Regions from separate parts of the Mus musculus genome. Here region 2 is linked to region 1. Evidence: chromatin contacts called from public promoter capture Hi-C data. All regions are on one chromosome and are shown on one strand. The core of a region is the stretch at or near the end of the contact, and the rest is flanking DNA. Distances in the headings are between cores, read along the strand shown.

Region 1 (7,097 bases), core at 1,322-3,821:
ATTTATGTGTAGGACCTAGGATTGACCCCAACAGAGTATCAGCAAAAATCATAAAAAAACCAATCACAAAAGCAAAAATATTTCACTGGTCTTGAATGCATTCAAAACTGTGCTGGTGGCTGTAAGAGATTACAAAAACCAAATCTTATCACTGACAACACAAAGAGCTTGTGGGAAGCCACATGTGCCATTGCAGAGTGGCACTGACTACTGCTGGCCACCACACATAAGTTTGGACAAACAACCAATGTGTACATATGCAGTAAAGTTTTTTGCAAAGACACTGCCTGGCCCGGGCATGATAATGAGGCTTTGAGAGTATAACCAATCAGATGTGAGACATGCAAATGAGGTATGATAATGAGGCTCTGTGAGGTACAGAGAGAGAAAGAGAGTAGCCAATCAGATGAGGAACATGCAAATGAGGCGTAGTGCATAACCAATCCGGGTGTGAGACACGCCTCTCCTAGGCCTATATAAGCAGCACCAGTTCTGGGCTTGGGGTCTCTTCGCCTCTACAATCAAGCTCTCCCAATAAACGTGTGCAGAAGGATCCTGTTGCAGCATCTAGTCTGGCGCGCGCAAGAAGAGCTTTCAGACTTAACACTTATTTTATCTTTTATTTTCGAGACAGTGTTCCTGTATGTACCTCCGGCTGTCCTGGAACTCCCTCTGTAGACCAGGCTGGCCGCAGACTCACAGGGACTCACCTCCTTCTGCTTCCCAAGTGCTGGGATTGAAGGTGTGTGCCATCACTGCTCGGATAGACTTAGCAATTTCTAGTAGAGTCAGTAACAGTTGTGGGTGAGAGAAACATTCCCTACGTGTGACACATAGATAACACACCACCTCATTTCATTCACCCTGTCCTGTAGATAACTAGGTTGCTACAAAGTTTGTATGTCTGGAAATTGTAAGTAGGCAGATGGCTCAGGAAAAACAACAAACAAACAACAAAAAACAAACCCAAAAACCTTTGGTTCCCTGACAAATTAAAAAAACCTATCCCCAAATATTTTTGATTGGTCAGTGTCTTTTCATTTTCATTTTTTGGGGATAGGTATCATTAAAAACTTAACCAAAAATGTGAAAGGATTCATCTACTAGGGGCTTCCAAATGTCTTGAGCTTAATGTTTCAGGAGAACAAGGGCAACTGAATGTGTGGTGAAGCAAGCCACTTGGGAGGTGGAGGCAGGAGGACCAGGAGCTAAGTCATCCTCTGTACCTATTTGAATCCAGCCTAGACTGAGACTTTGCCTATAAAAACATACACATAAATAAATAAATAAATAAATAAAACAAATAGACTTTTTTTTGGTTGTTTTTGTTTTGTTTTTTTGAGACAGGGTTTCTCTGTGTGGCCCTGGCTGTCCTGGAACTCACTCTGTAGAATAGGCTGGCCTCGAACTCAGAAATCCATCTTCCTTTGCCTTTCAAGTGCTGGGTTTAATGGCGTGTGCCACCACTGCCCAGCTACAAATAAACTTAAATAAAACAAATAAACTAAAAAAAAAAAAAAAAAAAAGGAACCGGGTAGAGTTGAGTCTTACTGTCAGTTCTCATCTGGGCAGTCTTGGAGAAATTCATGGCTAGTGAGTTGGGTATAAACTAAGCAAGCTGGGGAATGAATGACATCATGAAAAGGAGATTCTTGAAGCCTTCTTGTTCCTAGTCAGAGCGCTCAAGACAGCACCAAGGTACACAGCCTAGCAATAATGTTCAAGACTAGCTCATAAGACAAGATAGGCTAAACTAAAGCACACCATTTCGCTTGCTGCTTGTGCGAAGGATGATTGGATGGTGTGCGCCAGGCGCGGGGTGAAGGTGTTGAGAAGCTGCACCTGAGTAAGGTTAGGTCCTCAAGATATCTGAGGGCCACGTCTACACCAGTGTAGAGACACATATATTTAATCTAGTAACGAGTGCTGTGAAAGAAACTAGGGGATGTGGCTGAGAGTTGGGGGCGGGGGTGGGGGGATGGAAGGCAGAAGATGTTTCTGAGGCTCCAGTGAACAATGCTTTCCCTCTGGGCAGCCGCAAGGAGTAAGATGGGAAATAAGGTCAGCTGATTCGGCCTCCAAGGTGCGGCCAGGCCCACAGTACAACTTCTGCCCAAGCCAAGCACTGAAAGGCCTTAAGCGACGTGCAGGGACGGACAACGGTGACCACGGGCAGAGAGATGTGGTTCTGGGCTGCGGACCCCTCGCGCAGGATCGGAGCTCAGGCCTGGCGGCAGACGATCACCCGAACTGCCCACACACCGAGGCCGGCGGGAGACCCGGAGCGGGGACGGAGGACGTTGGCAGGTCCCCGCACACTCGTCGTCAACCAGGCGGAGGCGGAGGCGGAGGCGGAGGTGGCGCGGGAGGGGCGGGGCCTGGCGAGACCCAAACAAGCGCACGTGCGGGCCGGTCCGCCGCGGTGACGTCACGGCGCGTCGGCGCGCGCGCCCGCCTTACCCTTGCCGCGGGCCGTAAAGCGCGGAAGGTCGCAGGCCCCCCGCGGTCCCGGAACTCTGCGCTCCGCGTCCCGCCCCGTCCCCATGCCCTGGCCCCCTTTCCGGCCGGCGCAGACCCTCTTCAGCGGCTGGGCTGCCCTTCACTTCCGCCGGGCGTTGCTGAGCGCGCTGCCCGCGAGTCGCGGGCCCGTGAGGTAGGAAGCCGGCTAGGACCCGCGGGTCCGGGCGGCCTTCTGGTCCCGCGAACTCTTGCGCCCCGCACGCCCCTGGCGTCCGAGCTTTGGGCTCCGGCTCCCGGCCGTCCCTCCGGGTCTCTGAGGCGGTGCCACCGGTCGGGCGCCGGGATTGAGCCAGTGGAGCTGCGCGGGCCTCGGGGAGCCGCGCCCGCCGTCCCGGGACTGCGCGCCGGCTCTCCCAGGGCGGCGGACCGGGCCTCGGGGCGGGCTGCGGCTCGGGCGGGCGCGCGCGCACTGCTGTCACGGCCAGAGGTGGCCCCGCGTCTCTGCAGGTGGAATGGTTTCCCACCTTGTAATGTGCGGCTCGGCTGTGCTTCACCGACTCCTGTCAGAGACCTAGTCAGGGCCGTGGGGTTTCCAGTGGGTGACTTGGGGTGACAGTTGTGTGTGATCCCGAGGTGCGAGTCCACGGTCTCCAAGCCTACTTCGAACATTTATGCAATCTTGATTTGTAGGGATGATGATGTGGTAGAGGGTCTAGTTATAAAGACGTCCTTTAAGGATCCTCTTTTTTTTTTTTTTTTTTTTTTTTTTGGTTTTTCGAGACAGGGTTTCTCTGTATAGCCCTGGCTGTCCTGGAACTCACTGTGTAGACCAAGCTGGCCTCGAACTCAGAAATCCACCTGCCTCTGCCTCCCAAGTGCTGGGATTAAAGGCGTGCGCCACCACGTCCGGCCCAAGGGTCCTCTTTTTGGCGTCAGGGACGTGTATAATTTTTCTTAAATTCTCTCAGCCAACGGTGCATTTGTTGAAAATTACAGCATCCTGAACTTGCATGATCAAACTGTTCAGAGGGTCATTCTGTTGCTTGTAAACTTGCCCTGGTGATTCCTCCGAGTTATGTGTGGGAGATGCGTCAATGTACATTCAGCCTTCATTCTTTGTGACCTGTGGCTCATGCTGTTACCAGAGGAAGCATTCAGGAGTTGTTAGAACTGTCCCTGTGACTGCCTTTTAAAGACAGAGTCTTGCTCTGTGGCCCCAGCTCACCTGGAACCTGGGCATTTCTCCTGTTTCAGTATCCAGTGTGGTGGGAATTTCAGGTGTGAGCACTGCTCCAGGATTGAGCTTGTTGGTGTAGGATCCGAGCACAATCAGTCTGGGTCTTAAGGCTGTTTAGAAGTTACTCTTACTAGTAGAGATACCGTTAATTTTCACGAATTTCAAGAAAATGCAAAACTTCCTGACCTTTCCTTTGAATGAGTTTGCAGTCTTCAGTGTCTGTTTTCCTGGCTCTACCTCCTTTTCCTGTGAAACTTGCTTGCTTTTACTGCCAGACCCCTTCATCACATTTTATTTTATGAGTGTTTTGCCTATGTGTACGTTTGTGCACCATGTCCACGCTTGATGTCCACAAAAGTCAAGGCATTGGATTCACTGGAACTGAAGTTAAAGATTGTTACCTCCTTGTGGGAGTTGGGAATCAAACCCAGGCCCTGTGCAAGAACAGTAACGTTCTTAACCACTGAGACATCTCTCTAGCCCTCCCTTCCTGGTATACTTCAGTCTTTTCTGCCCTCATCTCTTCACTCTTGAAGGTCATGATGATCACAGAGTCAACATTCTTTTCTTGGCCTTATCAGACTGGGCATTAAACGTGCTTTGTTCTTTCCTGAATCTCCTGTTTGTCCTTTTCTTCCTGTCTTGCCGAGAGATCATAAGTTTATTGAGCAAACAGTGACAAAGGACTGGGCATGGTAGGGTTTCTCAGGGAGGAATTCTCTGTTATGTTTCTTTCCTGTTGCTATTCTCTTTTCTAGGTAGGGAAAGAGCTTCTGGTACTGCTTTACAGCTGTTTGGCCTTTGCTTACCTGGATTTCTTTGAAGCCCATGCTTTTAATCCCAGCACTGGGGGAGGCAGAGACAGGTGGATTTCTATGAAGTCTAAGCAACCTTGGTCTACATAGCAAGTTCTAGGCCATTTGCTACAAAGTGACACCCTGTCTAGAAAGAAAGGAAGAAAGAGAGAAAGGGAAAAAAGAAAGCAGTAGTAGTATTATGATAAGTGGCTCTGATGCTAGATTTGCAGTTTTGTCTTTGATTATAGAATAATAATTTTACATAATATACTTTATACATAAGTTTCCTAAAGTACAGAACAGAAATTATGTCCACCCTATAGGGTTGTGCTTAGATTAGTTGATACTTAGGAAGTATCTTGCACACTGTAACCACTAACAGAGACCCAAATTCAGGACCTCATCCTTGCACAGCTGCTGCTTTAACCACTGAGCCACCTTCCTCAGCCCTATGTATGTTTATTGAGATAGGGTCTCATTTAGCCTAAACTTTTTGGGGTTTTTTGTTTTTGTTTGTTTGTTTTCTGAGACAGGGATTCTCGGTATAGACCTGGCTGTCCTGGAACTCACTTTGTAGACCAGGCTGGCCTCTAACTCAGAAATCCACCTGCCTCTGCCTCCCGAGTGCTCCCGGCATTAGCCTACACTTGCTACACAGTTTAGGATGATCTTGAATTCCTGCTCTTCTAACTCTACCTTCTCACTGTTGGGATACAGTTGTCTACTGGCCTAGGAGTTCTCATTAATGAGGGAATGATAGTCTTTTTCTCTCTCCCTGTCTCCACTCTTCCATCATCTCTCTCCTTCACCCCACCCTACCCCCAGCTTCTGAGCTTGGCTTTGACATCAGTTACCCTTTTGTATTGTATTGGTTTTTTTGTTTTTTTAATTTACTTTTTTTTTATTAGGTATTTTCCTTGTTTACATTTTCAATGCTATCCCAAAGGTCCCCCATACCCCCCCCCTTGTATTGTATTGTTTGATTTAGGCTTTCCACAACCATGTGAGATAGATATTTCTAACCGATGTTAACAGATAGAACCTGGCACACCAAAATGTGGTCAGAGTTGTACAGGTAATGAGATGTAAGGAGACTTGATATCTTGTGTTTGTAGATCTTGGATTCCCCCAGTGGGTTGCTGAATTACTACTTCACTCAAATGCCTTACAGATAATTGGAGAAGAGGAAAAGTTCTGGGAGAAGTAGAATATCCTGGGAGAAAACAGAAGACTCCTTTACTCAAAGGCTACACTGTCAGATTGGTATAGAATAGGCCGTGTTCTGAGGAGGTAGCTTTGCTCAGTAGACAAGTGGCAGGAACTTTGCCAGCTAGAGAGACAGTGCCCACAGGTCCAGGGCATAGAAGAGAGAGTTAAGCCTGACTTGTTTGAGGGGTGGAGGTGGGGAGAATGAATATGAGAATGTATAGCGGGGCGGGGAGAAGAGGGAAGAGACCAGAATGATTGGCTTATATAGGAAAGAGCCTCTGGGGAAGGGGAATCCCAGCCTCTGGGTTGGGCAGTTAAGATAGAAGACAGGCTATGCCAGGTAGGGACTGAGGGATGCTACGAGGGTTAAATATTCCCCTCAGCTGTTTGTTCCAGATCTGAATCCCAATAAATACATCATAGACTTGCTCACAGGTTAATCTGATGGGACGTTTTCTCAGTTGAGGTTCCCCCTTCCCATAGACTCTGGCTTGTGTCAAGTTGATATAAAACCATCCAGCCCAAGGGTCTTTCACAAGCATGACCAAGTGGCAATGGTTGATAATGGAATAAGATGGCCAGACAGTAGAACAGGTAAGATAATTCTCCAGTTGAGAGTTGTGTTTCCATTGCAGGTGGAGAGAATGTTAGTAAAGGGGTGTGTATTTAACTTAGAAATGTAGCCTAGAGGGCCTTGTGGAGAATTTAAGGTGAGGTTGGGCAATAGAAAGTTTTATGAAGATGAGACTTCAGAAAACTGCTCATGTAGAGAAGTTTGTATCTTTGTTTTTGTTTTTTGTTTTTGGTCTTGGATTGTTTTGAGACATGGTTATATGGATCCCAGGTTGTTCTGCAATTCAGAATCCTGCTTTAGCTTCCCAAGTGCTGGGTCTTAGTTGTGTGTTGCTAGACCAGACTGACACCCTTCAGATAGAACCTCATAGGAAGCAGAAATAATAACTGATTTCCACTTGCATGAGATTTCTCTCTACACCCTGTCTGCCAAGATTGTAGTTCTGAGCACTAAGAGAGATGGCCAGTTAAGAGTATTAGCTGTTCTTAGAGGGCCGTGCTTTGATTCTCAGCACCCATAGGGTGGCTCACAACCATTTGTAACTCCAGTCCTAGTGGATCTGACACCCTATCCTGACCTCCTCAGGGACCACACATACATATGGCACACAGATATACATGCAGACAGAATATATGTATGTGTGCAATATATCTTTTTTTAAAAAAAGATTGCAGTTCTGAGAGTCCTCTCTGATAGTGTGTGTGTGTGTGTGTCTTTGGGCTTAGAGGACATAGACCAATGGGGAGTCTAAGTCCAGATGCTGGTGGTGGAGGTGGCGGCAGCTTTATTGCCCTGATTCCCACATATCTGCCACCCTGTG
Region 2 (7,097 bases), core at 3,037-5,536, 550 kb after region 1:
TTAATCCCAGCAGTAGGGAGGCAGAGGCAGGCAGATTTCTGAGTTCAAGGCCAGCCTGGTCTACAGAGTGAGTTCCAGGACAGCCAGGGCTACACAGAGAAACCCTGTCTCAAAAAACTAAATAAAAATAAAAGATTTATTTTTTCATTTATATAAGTACACTGCAGCTGCCTTCAGACACACCAGAAGAGTGCATCAGATCCCATTACAGATGGTTGTGAGCCACCATGTGTGGTTGCTGGGAATTAAACTCAGGACTTCTAGAAGAGTGGCCAGTGCTCTTAAGCACTGAGCTATCTCTCCAGCCCCAATGAGCCATTTTCAAATGATCCAACTGTGATGGTTTAAGTCCACACCTGGATAAAAGAGTCAAAGTGGAAGAGCAAGGACCTTAAATAATATTTATTTATTTATTTATTTATTTTGGTTTTTCGAGACAGGGTTTCTCTGTGTAGCCCTGGAACTCACTCTGTAGACCAGGCTGGCCTCGAACTCAGAAATTCGCCTGCCTCTGCCTCCCAAGTGCTAGGATTAAAGGCATGTACCACCACACCCGGCTCAAATATTTAATTTTAAAAACACTTAATGAATATTTAGATTTTTTAATTTAACATATATGAATGCTTTGCCTTCATGTATGTCTGTGCACCAGGGGGATGCAATGCCCAAGGACACCAGGATGAGGTGTCAGATCCTCTGGAACTGGTGTTAAGGACATCTTTTAGCTACTGTGTGGGAGCCGGGAACTGAACTCAGGTCCTCTGGGTCCTCTGTGAAATCAGCAAGTGCTCTAAACTGTTAAACCAGCATCTCCAGCCCCGAAAGATTTAAGTTTAATCATTGCTGTCTGTGTGTACGAGAACATGAATGCAGAGGACCATGGATGTCAAAAGTGGGCATCAAATCCCGGAGGAGGAGTTACAAGGTGGTTGTGAGTCCTTGAACCTTAGTGCTGGGTCCTCTGCCAGAACAGTGAGTGCGTGCTCTGAGCTGCTCAGTCACCTTTCTGCTGCAAGACCAAGGAACTTAAATACAGGGAGGAAGCTTGTGGCTGTGGTGGGTTTTGTTTGTTTCGTTTCTGTTTTGATTGTTTTGTTTGTGAGGTGGCATCTCACTATATGTAGCTCTGGCTGGCTTGGAACTCTCAGAGTACTGGGGTCAAAGGTGTGTGCCACCACACCTGGGGCTGTGGTAGTGTTTAGAGATGTGATTGAGGGAGTACGTAGAAATTACATTTCTGTCACTAATCCATGAGCAACTCACAGTATTGTTTGACGCCTTGGGGCTTTTGCTCCACTCTCAACTGTCTCTGTTTTTAACGATGAAAATATCTGCACACGCGCTGCCCCTGCCAAAACGTACATCCAAGCACAATACAAAGTAGCAGGGGAGTGCGTGTTTGGAGTTAAGAGACATATGGCAGCATGCTGAGGGTACCACACAACTGCTAGTATCCAGTGGAGGTGGCTAACACTTGAGTCCTGAGTGCACAGTGGGAAGTAAATGAAATTAAGTCGTATTTCAGGCAGTGGATGTCCTTCAGTCAGCAGCATGCTCACTCAAAGCTCTGTGGTCTATCCCCAGCCCCACTTAGAGCCGGTCTGGTGGTGTATATCTTTAACCCCAACATTCAAGAGGCAGAGGCAGGAGAATCAGAAGTCCAAGACTGTTCTGAGCTACACATTGAGTATCCCACTCCTGGGTATCAACTTCAAGGAGTGTCTTCAACATTTAAGACCATCTCAAAAACAAAGAAAGAAAAGAAAAAAGAAAAGAGAGGGAAAAATGCATTTCAGCAAAACATGTACTATGTCTTCCAAACTCTCTTCCTAAGGGAGAAAATGATTTAAAAAAAAAAACCTTTGAATTTTGCAAAATCTTTAGGAACAGCTCACCCAGGGAGTGCTCATTTGATGGTGTTATCATAAAGGGGAGAGAAAGAGAGAGAGAGAAAGAGAGAGAGAGAGAGAGAGAGAACAAACTCTTTTTGTATCTTTGAGTTTCATCTCAAAATATGCATAGTTTTTTACAAAAATAGGGACACATTCTATTTTAGTGTAGATGTGGGTGTGTGTGTGCTGGGAATCAAGCCCAAGGTCTTTACAAGATAGCAAATGTTCTTCTATTGAGCTGCAGCCCCAGGCTAACTAGGGCCACATTGAGAGACTCTCATGTAACTCCTGCCTTTTTCATTTCTTGGTGAATTAGACACCTCCATCCTCTGAGCACAGATCCTTTTCAGCATCTCTTCCAGTTCTGTTTGTATATAATTACAGTTTGATTCACAATCATCGAACGATCTAGATAGTTTCCCATGTTTTACAAATACAAAAAACAAAAAAACAAAAAACAAAAAAACAAATACAGATGACAATATGGCATGTGTGCACTCACAAATGTGCCAGTGTGCATGTGGAAGTTAGAGGATCACTTGTGGGAAATGGTTCTCTTCTTCCACCATGTGGAGGATCAGGGCTGCTACTCAAGGCGTCAGGCTTGTTGGCAAGCACCGTCATCCTCTGAACCACCTTCCAGCCCTGCTTTTGCTGGTGGTGGTGCTTTTTTTTTTTTTTTTTTTTTAAGAAGAATCTACATGGCCCTGGCTGTACTGGAACTCACTATGCAATCTAAGACGGCATCAAATTCACAGAGATTCAATGGTGTCTGCCTCCTGAGTGCTGGGATTAAAATTGAGCACACCACAGCAGGCTCCAGCTCTAGTTTTGAGATTGGTCTTCAACTCTCTATCCCAGGCTAGCCTAGAACTCACTGTGTAGCAGCCCAGGTTGGTATCACACTCATAGCAGTGACCCTGCCTCAGTCTCCCAAGTGCTGAGATTAGAGAGATTAGAGATTACTCCCCCTCTATGTGAGGGGCAGTCTCCCATAGCCCAGATCAGCCTTCACCTACTCCTGCTGCTCTACTTCTGAGCACTGGGATCAATTCTATCCCCGTTCCTTTCCTTCCTGACCCCCCCATGCCTCAGAAATAGTTTTGTGTATATTTTATGCAAAGTTAAAATTATCATCAACAACAAATTTTTACGATTTTATGTGCATGAGTGTTTTGACTATTATATGTATGGATGTGCACCATATGCATGCAGCTATGCAGTGTTCATAATCACGGTCAAAACAGAAATAAAATCATACTGAGCATGGTACCGTTCGCCTGTTAGGAGACATTTCATGAGTCTAACCATCTCAGAAACAAGTTCCATCTTGCTGGCAGGGCCAAAACTGAGTTCATGTTCCCAGATCCCAGAATCAACTCCTATCCTGCTTCTTCAGGTGTTTCATGTCTGTGTGTTAACCAGTAATGGATATAAAAAGGGGGTTTTGCCATTATCCCATTATCTAACTAAGGCATGCAAATAGTAAGTGTATTTATTTCCTGTCGTGATTTAACGGACTACGTGCAGTTCCCTTATCATTCTAAATGCCAGGTCAGAGTCCAGGAGGGGACTTGACTGCAAAAGCTGACTCAGGACATTGAAACCAGGATAAGGCACAACCACCAATGTTAAACTTCCTTAACTCCTTGTGTCAAAATATGATTAGTCACTGCAACAGCCCCTCCCCGCCCCCCTTTGTGTTCCCATCCTGCAGTGCAGTCTCCCTTGGGGGACGAGGTTCAGATCCAGAACTGGCTGCCCCATACAGAAAATGAAGCTTTCATTTTGAAGCTTTTGTATCTGAAGTGAGTTTACTTAGCTTCCTCCCCTCTCCAGAACCCAGTAAGCAGGGAGCTGAAACAGGAAGATCATTAGTTTGAAGCCAGCCTAGGCTTGACAAGACCCTGTCTCAAACCAACAAACATGGGGTTATTTGTGCCAGTGCTTCCAAAAGTAACTGTAGAGCCGAGAGGTTAAGGAAAATGGTGGTAGTGGTAATGTGTGTGTCTGGGTGGGTGTAACACGGGGATCTCACTTTGTAGCCTTGACTGGACTGAGACTTTCTAAGTCTTCCAACTCCCAGGGATCTCTGCTTGCTTCTACTTCTCACTAGCTTGAATTAAAGGCGTGCACTACCACACCCAGAAAGGTGTGTGCTTCCAGTGCGGTTGAGATTTGCTTTAACGCACATATTTTGTTGTTGAAAGTTTTAATCAGTTACTCCAAATCCGGGTTTTTAACAGCACAGGAAGATGAAAGGGACCGTAACACAAACCAGACTGTTAACTTGGAAAAAACGGTCCCTACCCAACTAATAATGCGTACGTTTCCCAGAGTTCCTAGCAGCGCGGCTCAGAGGCATTATGGGAATTGTAGTCCTACACCTCAGCGTCACAGCTCCGAGGACTCTGGGAACGGCCGCTCGCTCCACAAGGTGCACGCTTGCGCAAAAGCGCTAGCGCTCGCCCTTCCCCCACCTGCAGTCGCGAGTGGGTGACAAGAGCCCCCTTCTCCGCGAGCCTCGTGACCCGGAACCGCGAGTGGAGGCTAGACCCCTCCAGGTATGTCTGCAAGGCCGGGATGCGCGGGCCCGGGAGGAAGGTCGCGTCTGCGCCGGAGTGGGAGTCTCAACTTCGACGCCTTGCGGGCCGCGGCGACCCCTGGGCGTAGGGTCGGGCCTCGAGCTCTTCTGAGAGTCGGTCCCTATGGGCTGTTCGCGGTCGGCGTGTGTGGGGTCGGAGGAGGACGGGCAGCTCCCGGGCTCAGCCTCCCTTTGGGGGGAGACGCGCCACTGCTGGCCGTCGCGGGGCTCAGGCCGCGCGGGGGCGAGTCTGGAAGCCTGGCGGGCGGGCGCGCGCTTGACCCTCCACGAGGGTGTGGGGGCGGGGCTCACGGTGCTAGCCACGCCCCCACGGTGGCTTTGCGGGCTCCTGGAACCTCCTTGTTCCTGGTGTCTGGTGTTTCCAGTTATATTGTCACGGAATTATCACGTCTATCCCGTTACTTCCGGTTTGAGCGTCAGTATAACAGATTTTTCTTTTTCTTTTTTTTTTTCCTAACATTGGCTTTTCTTTTTTTCTAATATTGACTTTTCTGTTTAGCTTGGGTAAAAGTTTTCATATAAGTATGTTGCCGAGGTCCAGCCTCAGCTTGAGGTGAGGATGGTCCTGAGAAAGGGGTGAGTGGGAGTGGTGCTGACTGAATAATATATGAGTCAGTAGTGGATACAAGCTGTCAGTTCATGTGTTCTCTTGTCAGAAACTGAACCCAGTCTTTTATTTACTAAAGATTTATTCATTAAATCTTTTTACCGCTGTTAATCATTTTCTAAAAAAAAAAATCCATGGTTACATAAATTCCAGTAATCCCGAACCTCCAACCCCCGTTTCTTTGAAATGAAAGCTAAGCAAAAGTACATTTCCTTATCTCTTAAACACAGTGTTCTCTTCACGGGCAGCAGGGCACAGTTCTTGTGGTTTCTTATTGTTTGAACACAGTCTGTTCTTCACGGCAGCTGGGCATAGCTTTTGCGGTTTCCTGGCACAGCAGACAGTCATTAAAGTGGCTATAAGAACAGAAAAGTGACAGACTACTGAGGTTAAAATGATTTCTTGCCGGGCATGGTGGCGCACGCCTTTAATCCCAGCACTTGGGAGGCAGAGGCAGGCGGATTTCTACAAAGTGAGTTCCAGGACAGCCAGGGCTACACAGAGAAACACTGTCTCCAAAAAAAAAAAAAAAAAAAAAAAAAAAAAAAAAAAAAAAAAAAAAAATCTCTTACTGGGCTGGAGAGATGGCTCAGTGGGGTAAAAGCACTGACTGCTCTTCTGAAGGTCCTGAGTTCAAATCCCAACAACCACATGGTGGCTCACAACCGTCTGTAGTGGGATCTGATGCCTTCTTCTGGTGTGTCTGAAGACAGTGACAGTGTACTTACATATATTAAATAAATCTTTACAAAGTTTTAACATTTTCGCAAGTAAAGCAGGTGGCTCTGTCTGATCTCTCTCTAGGCATTGATCTCTCCAGTCCCTCCAGTAGCAAGGAGAATGAAGGACTAACTTTTTATATGCATATCATCTTTTAATTCTCTAATCTTTGTTTCCATATCTTAACAATTCCATAGCCTCAGGTCCAAGATTGACAATCTCTCCATAAACGTTAGTTCACTAGCCTGCTGTACTTTCCCGTTAAACTACACTCTCCTTCTAATACTATCTGTTTCTGCATCATACACACGTTTTCCTCCTATAAGATAAGCCCACCTGTCATTTGCTTGTTTTTTTACAGATTCCTTTTTTTTTAAAAGATTTATTTATTTATTATATGAAAGTACACTGTAGCTGTCTTAATGAGGGAGTCAGATTTCATTACAGATGGTTGTGAGCCACCATGTGGTTGCTGGGATTTGAACTCAGGACCTTCGGAAGAGCAGTCAGTGCTCTTAACCACTGAGCCATCTCTCCAGCCCCCAGAATACTTCTTCTTTTCCTATCCATGCCTTTTTTTCTTGAGACCACTTTAACTCTCTATCGTTGATGTCCCCAAGGTCACCCTGGCTAACTAATGCAGCAGGCATTGGATCAGGGTACACGTATCTCCTCATACAATTCCAAGTTTAAAGATAAGTCACATAATGAGTGCTTTTTAGTAAGGACCATCTAGGTTTTTCTGGCCTTTGTAGTTATGTTGTCTAGATCTTTCCATGGCCTTAAGGCCTGTTTGTCCCTAGTCCCCTGCAGCCCCATGACCACCCCCATTCCTGTGAACCGCTTCTGTTTCATCTGTTAAGAAGTGATTAGTTCTGAGTAATGGGGGAGGCGTATTCACCAGAAAGAGAAATTGAAAGTAAAATAAAGACAGCAGATCAGCTTCAGGGCAACCGCAACCATCAGCACATGGTATCCACAACCAGGTAATGCTCCTGGGCAGGAACTCTGTCACGCCGCCCCTTACGCAGCCCTGCCAGACTCAGTAATACATATTATACCGTCGCCTCTGCCTAATCCTCCCCTGCTAGCCCCTGCTAGCCCCTGCTAGTCCCTTTGTCTTCCTAGTTTCATTTCTATACATGATTTTAGGCATCTATAAATCTAGGAACCACAAATCAGAAAGCATGTTTTTGGTTTTTTTAGAGTAATTTGTTTAATTGACGATAACCAGTTGCATCCCTTTTCCTGCAAATGACATAACTTCTTTTTC

Evidence for each region. Promoter capture Hi-C pulls out the DNA fragments that hold promoters and counts their contacts.
Region 2: a promoter capture Hi-C map of pre-B cells shows a contact between it and region 1, with 4 times the contacts expected there. The contact joins the promoter of Zfp1 here to the promoter of Pdpr in region 1.

What each region holds. Positions count from the first base shown.
Region 1 is chr8:111,092,174-111,099,270 of GRCm38.p6, forward strand. Pdpr (pyruvate dehydrogenase phosphatase regulatory subunit) reads left to right here and starts at 2,572. Exons shown (of 18, transcript NM_198308.1): 1 at 2,572-2,653. It also overlaps a transcript of Clec18a not described here.
Region 2 is chr8:111,639,157-111,646,253 of GRCm38.p6, forward strand. Zfp1 (zinc finger protein 1) reads left to right here and starts at 4,287. Exons shown (of 4, transcript NM_001037665.2): 1 at 4,287-4,456.